Linked DNA regions of Zea mays: region 2 is linked to region 1. Evidence: chromatin contacts called from public Hi-C data. All regions are on one chromosome and are shown on one strand. The core of a region is the stretch at or near the end of the contact, and the rest is flanking DNA. Distances in the headings are between cores, read along the strand shown.

What was found. Hi-C and Micro-C count contacts between places; a contact is called where the count stands out from the background.
Region 2: a contact with region 1 is called in a Hi-C map of tassel, with 1.7 times the contacts expected there. The contact joins the promoter of LOC100279923 here to the promoter of LOC103645821 in region 1. A contact is called at or near these places in 2 of 25 Hi-C or Micro-C datasets (leaf and tassel).

Annotation. Positions count from the first base shown.
Region 1 is chr2:4,584,642-4,587,715 of Zm-B73-REFERENCE-NAM-5.0, reverse strand. LOC103645821 (ethylene-responsive transcription factor ERF003) reads right to left here and starts at 1,447. Exons shown (of 2, transcript XM_020548020.2): 1 at 464-1,447; 2 at 1-379. The coding sequence starts at 543.
Region 2 is chr2:4,854,555-4,857,480 of Zm-B73-REFERENCE-NAM-5.0, reverse strand. It overlaps LOC100279923, which reads right to left and starts at 1,324. Exons shown (of 18, transcript NM_001152873.2): 1 at 960-1,324; 2 at 808-867; 3 at 629-705. The coding sequence starts at 1,259.

The sequences.
Region 1 (3,074 bases), core at 198-2,697:
GTAGTAGGTGAGCTCCCTGATCATCTCCTCGATGTACTCCTCGCCGTCGGCGTCGGCGTCGGGCTCGACTTTCACGCCGGCCTCCTCATCCTCCTCGTCGCCGTCCCGCCGGCGATCGCGGCGGCTACTGCCGTCGTCGCCCCGACCCGCACCCGTCCGCGGCACGTCCGCGCCGTGCTGCGCCTCCTGCGCCAGCGCCGTGCAGCAGCATTTCTCCAGCTTCGCGCGCAGCGTCGGGGAGAGCGTGCCCCCGCCGCCGCCGCCGGTAAGGGGGAAGTTGGTGCGCGCCGCGGGGCCGCTGATCAGGCGCGCCGCCTCGTCGTACGCCCGCGCCGCGTCCTCCGCCGTCTCGTACGTGCCCAGCCAGATCCTCGTCTTCCTGCACAGGCGCTCACAGCTCATCAGACGCACGCGTCTCTGAACATGCATTATTGACATGGCATGAGTGACCAGAGAACTTTACAGGAGTGGGTGTCGGATCTCGGAGACCCAGGAGCCCCAGTGCCTCTGCCTCACTCCTCTGAACCTCTGCAGCTTCGGCATGGCGATGGGCGGCCACTCTGCTCCGCGGTCTCTGTCTGTTCGGTGGTGCGTGGACTTGAGATGCTTCAGGTGCCGGCTGCTAGCTTATATACTGCGCCCAAGCCCAAGGGTGGCCTGCGAGTATACACTCTATGCAATGCAAGAGATACATCGATATATAGATGCTAGCTACTGCTTCTACTGCAGCTTAGCCATATCATATAGATAGATGAGAGACCATGATCAACACAGCTAGTAGATGTAGTACGTATCATACGCAGGCCCTGTTGGAGATGCATGGATGCTCACAGCTCGCGAGATACGCTTTACTAGCTTATTAGTAGTACCACCCATTTGGCATTGATCATCCACGGCAAATGTACAAATTAACACAGGGTGGCGACGTACGACGACTGCACACGCTAGCTCGTCCCTGCAGATACATGGAGCAAGGTCAGAGCGAGCTTTGCCTTTGCGCCGGTCACTGTGACGTACACTTGCCAAGTCGCCGGAACACCTGAACGGCGAGTGGCCCAGGGACGACGGCAGAACCACAAGTACAGGCCGGCTTCGGCGAGACGCAGAGGTGGGGTCGGATAACTGCGGATCATAGTTGAATTCAGATTCGGCTCGGATCGATTATTGTTCGCTCTTGATTATTCATGAAATAGCTAGTGGTGATCTAGGGCCAGTTAGTCTACAACTTTTACCATGAGCAAAAGGGAAGACGGAAGAGAAGAGCTAGCTAGACGGTCATTGCGTCCTAAACATTTATAAATCTTTCGTGTGCCGTTCGATAGACAACACTTAGGATCAGCGTGCTTCTAGCCCTTTGTCCCTTTCTTTAAATCTCTTTTAGGTATTAGGTATATACGATATCATGAATTCATGATATTGTTACGCTGTTTTGAATTCAAAATTGTGTATTCCTTTTTTTAATAAAAAAACTAGCTGTACTATCATTTGCATTTATGAACTCTATTATATGTTTCCAATGATCGAAATTTCATTGACCCAGTTCAAAAAAAAAATCCTGCACCCATCTGCCACCACTACGGCCCACTCTCACTGAGCAAGCAAGAGGCGACACAAAACCCGACGCGCGACGATAAGTCGATCGATAAGCAGCATGCATGCACGTCACCATAGGTGTCGTGCCACGATCCGCGATCGGACGACGGTGCTGCCACGCATGTCGACACGGCGACGAACCGGCCCCGGGCGCCGCGCGGGGCGCAGCCGTCCTTGCGTCCTCCAGCCGTCCACTCTAATCTCCCTGGTGGGACTGGGACTGGGACTGAGTGGCCGCCGCCTGCTGCGCTGGAGTAGAGACCGCCGGCGACGCACGGCACGGGAACGTGTTGGCGAATGGCGACGTGGGCCACGCCGCGGTCTCCATGCCCGCGCCGCATGGCCGGGCTGTGTCGGGGCGGCCGCTCCGCCGGTCGCCACCACGGCGCCGTCGTCGTCGTCGTCGCGCGGAACGGCGCAGCAGGTGCAGTGAACGGACTTTGCTCGCCGCACAAACGCGCGCGGTCGCGGACAAAGGCGCGGCCGGATCGCCGTCCGTCCGCCCGGCCGGACATATATGCCCGATCGATCAATGTGCACGTACGGCCGGACGTCCCCGGAGTGGGAGGAGGTGTAGCTAGCGTGCCGTACGCTCTGGCGAGCAAAGCACCGTACACATGGGACTGGGAGATCGAGATGTACCCTCAGCTCGTGCGTGCTAGCTAGCAGTTGCAGGCACGGTCAGACGCACCCATTTGCGAACGTACATTTGTCCAGGTGTGGACATGGACGCAGTCATGCGTCAGGCTAGCTGATGGCTGATGCCCGTGCCTCACACCTCGTTCGTTCTACTGGGATTCGATGGACTGAACGTGAGACTGGCTGCCGGTGCTGTCATTTCATTTCTCGTCAGATCTTTCAAAGGTCGCTTGCCGACGGTGTTCATTCTGCCCTGACCTTTGCATGGCCTGTCTTTTACTTAAGTTTGAACGAACTGACTAGGATGCCCGATGAGATGTTTACACTTTGACAGATACAGTACTTTACCATGCATCTCCGCACATTTTTGTTGGAAAAAAAAATCATTCGTGAAACAGAATAAGTTAATCTATCATTGCCATGCACAGGATGCATCGTCTCACCTACGACGGCTGGTTACTAGTCGAGTACACGTAGCTGAGGTAAGCACACACTCAGGCAGTACGAGGTTACTAGAAGAGATAAGCAAAAGAACCTAACAATCATTGTTTCCCTTTTCTTATCGAGTGTAGCAGCCGTGGGGGCGTTTTCAGATTACATCCAAAGTTGCACGCTGTTTTCACACACACGCTAGCTCAGATGGGTCTTTGAGATTGTCTCTTTATATTGCCGTGAAACCGCCATCAAAGCCGGATTAGGAGTGTGGTTTGTCCGCTATTAGGAGTGTGATTTGAGATTGTCTCTCTCTCTCGTATACGCTATTGCTTGCATTCTGCATCAACGGTCCAACGGGCCAAGAAGGCCTGCTACTCAGCTAAGCCTAACTAATGGGATACATGCGG
Region 2 (2,926 bases), core at 75-2,574, 270 kb before region 1:
GTGCTACTCATACCACCTAACCAACTCGGCTAGAGGCCCTTTCGCAACACATGTATCATTAAACTATGCGTTATCAGTGGAAGGCTACATTAAACTATCATGTCATCAATGGATGATTAAAGTTACAAAGTGTTTTTTCACCTCATACAAAGTGTTTTTTTCTAAGGCACACCAAGTAAAAGGACTGGGCATTTGAAATTTACAAGGCAGCTGGATTCCTAATTAAGAAGTGACCAACAAAGGTGCTTAGCCAATCTACACAGAAATTAAGCTTAACAAAATAAGGCAGGTGCATTATGGAACTAGCTACTAGGGCACACAGAAAAGAGTAATTCACCAAGCCACAAAAGTTGGATTGTAATCAATGGAATTTAGCAACAAGCGACAAATGACGGAAGCTAGGCGTCCACAAAGTTCGCTTGATCTTGACAACAAAAGACAGGTGGATTATCAACTGTGGAATCAAGGCACAAGCGACAAAAGCCGCAATTCACCGATCCAGACAGCTTAATTTGAGCTCCAACCAAAGGCAGGTGGGTCATGGAATAAGGTGCAAGCGACAACGGGCGCAATCCGCCAATGGGCGAATCAGCACACAGAGGAGGGGGGGGGGGGGGGGGGGGCTCACGTTGCTAGGAAGAACAGCACCACAGTTTCCTTCTTCAGCTTCTCCTCGTATTCCTCGTCCTCCTGAGCATAGTCATCCTGCACACGTCCCAGAAATCTCTCAAGCTCCAGCACAGCCGGCAGCCCAATCTAGCTTAGAACACACACGTACGCATATAGATGTAGATCATGCAAAATTACCAGATCCACCACTTTGAACACGGCCTTCTCGTACCGCGCCCTCGCCTCCTCCGCCATGGACTGATGAGTACATAAACGCATCGAGTCAAAAAAAAAAAGAGGCAACGGAACAAACTAGACTAAACGCGAGTGGGATCGGATCGGGCAGCGACCTTTGCGAACCCCTCGGCGGTGCCAGTCTGTGTGCCGAAGAAGATGGTGACGCGCTTCCGGCCGTCATCAACGTCGGCGTCGGCGTCCACCTTGACCGGCGGTGGCCGTACCGGCGTGGCGACCGGCTTGGACGGCGTCCCGCCTCCGGATCGGAACCAGACAGCGATAATAAGCAGCCCCGCGACGAGGGCCGCGGCGGTGGCCGCCAGCGCGGCGAGTGGGTCTCCCCCCGCGGCGGCGGCGAGCTCCGGCGGTATGACGGAGCCCGCCCACTCCCTCGCCGCCTCCAGCGCCGCCATCGTCACTCGCTTCCACCCTCGCCCACCGCGAGGGATTGGGTAGGGAGGAGGAGACGAGATCGAGGACGGCAGGAGGGGGTGGGGTGCGTGCACCTACCAACAACCAGTGGCTTCGCTACTAGTGGTGCTAGAGACGGCAATGGGGCCGATCCTGATTCTCCACGGAAATTCCCTCCAAGGCCTAGTATCTCAATCTTGAGGTGAATTAAGACGTAAATTAAACTAATTTATACCTCAATTCACTTTAATATTATAGATTGAGATCAATACTAGAGTACTCAAACAGAAATCTAGAGAGCGAAGATGAGAAAGTTTATGATATAAAATAGAGAGGAATTCTTTCCGAGATGATGGGGACAGGGAAGCATTTCCCATCTCTGTTCCCCGCGGAGACCCAGAGACCCTTTAAACCAGCATACGACAATGTTTTTTAAACTAATTAATAATAAAAATAAATAATTTCCTTGTCTAGAGATTAATTATTATATAAATGTGTTCATTTTAATGACACATAATGATTTATTATGTCTTACGATAAGTATAAGTAAAAATGTTTTGCATTAATAATAAAAGATGTATGTCGTAATTATAATTTAAATGAAAACGAGATATCCTTCGGGAATTATTCCTGCGGAGAACGTAGATGGGAAAGAAATATCCCAGGGCTTGTTCGATTATTCCTATCACGTGTGGATTGGATGAGATTGAAAAAAATTATGAAAGATTTTGATTTATTTAAGACTGAAGCATATCTAATCCTATCTAATTCATATGGATTGAGAGTAAACGAATAAACCCTAAGTGTTAGTATGAATCCCGAGGTGAAATTCTTTGGTCGTGAAAATGGTATAGAGAGTTATTCCGGATGGAGAATTTTCTGTTATCATCCTTAATTGTTGCGGACGGACAAGCCCGCGGGCTGGAAGTGCCTTGTCCGCTTGCTTTTTCTTAAACGAAAAAAATAACGTACATAATTATAAGGAACTTTTTTCGCTTGCTTTTCTTAAACGCGAAAAATAACATACAGTGATTATAAGGAAAATTTTCTGTTGCGGGAAAGGAATGCGAAAGGCGTGACAGGCCATTTGAGGATTTTGTGCTTGTGGGATACTGGGATTGCATCTGCAGTCAACAGCGAGCGGGGATTTTCAATCAGTCGGGAAAATTGGCTTTTGTCTCGACTCTAGATTCTGGACTGGGATACGCGGCCGGCATCTGCAACTTCCACGATATTTATTTAAGGCAGTGCTCCATGTACTACGCGGCAGCTGCGGAGGGCTGTATGCCTTTTATGTCGTGTTTGGTTCTATTAGTCTTAGGACTAAAGTTTAGTTCGAGATTAAACTCTAATCCTTATTTTATTTAGTTATAGAGACTAAACAGATTCTAAATACATTAAATACAACATATAAAAACTAAAATGTCTCTTTTTCTTGTTTAACACTAATTTTCTAGATAAGGACAATTAAAAATGAAAGTTGTTCTTTAGTTCCTTTTAGCACCCATGTAAGGGAAGACTAAAAATAATTAGTCCCTACTTTAGTCCCTCTGTTTGGCAAAATAAAGACTAAACAGAACTAAAAACCATGAATTAAATATTAATCCCTCTAACCAAACAGGTCCTTACTATACAAGAGTATAAATCGTAACCAACGTGGTACGGAGGG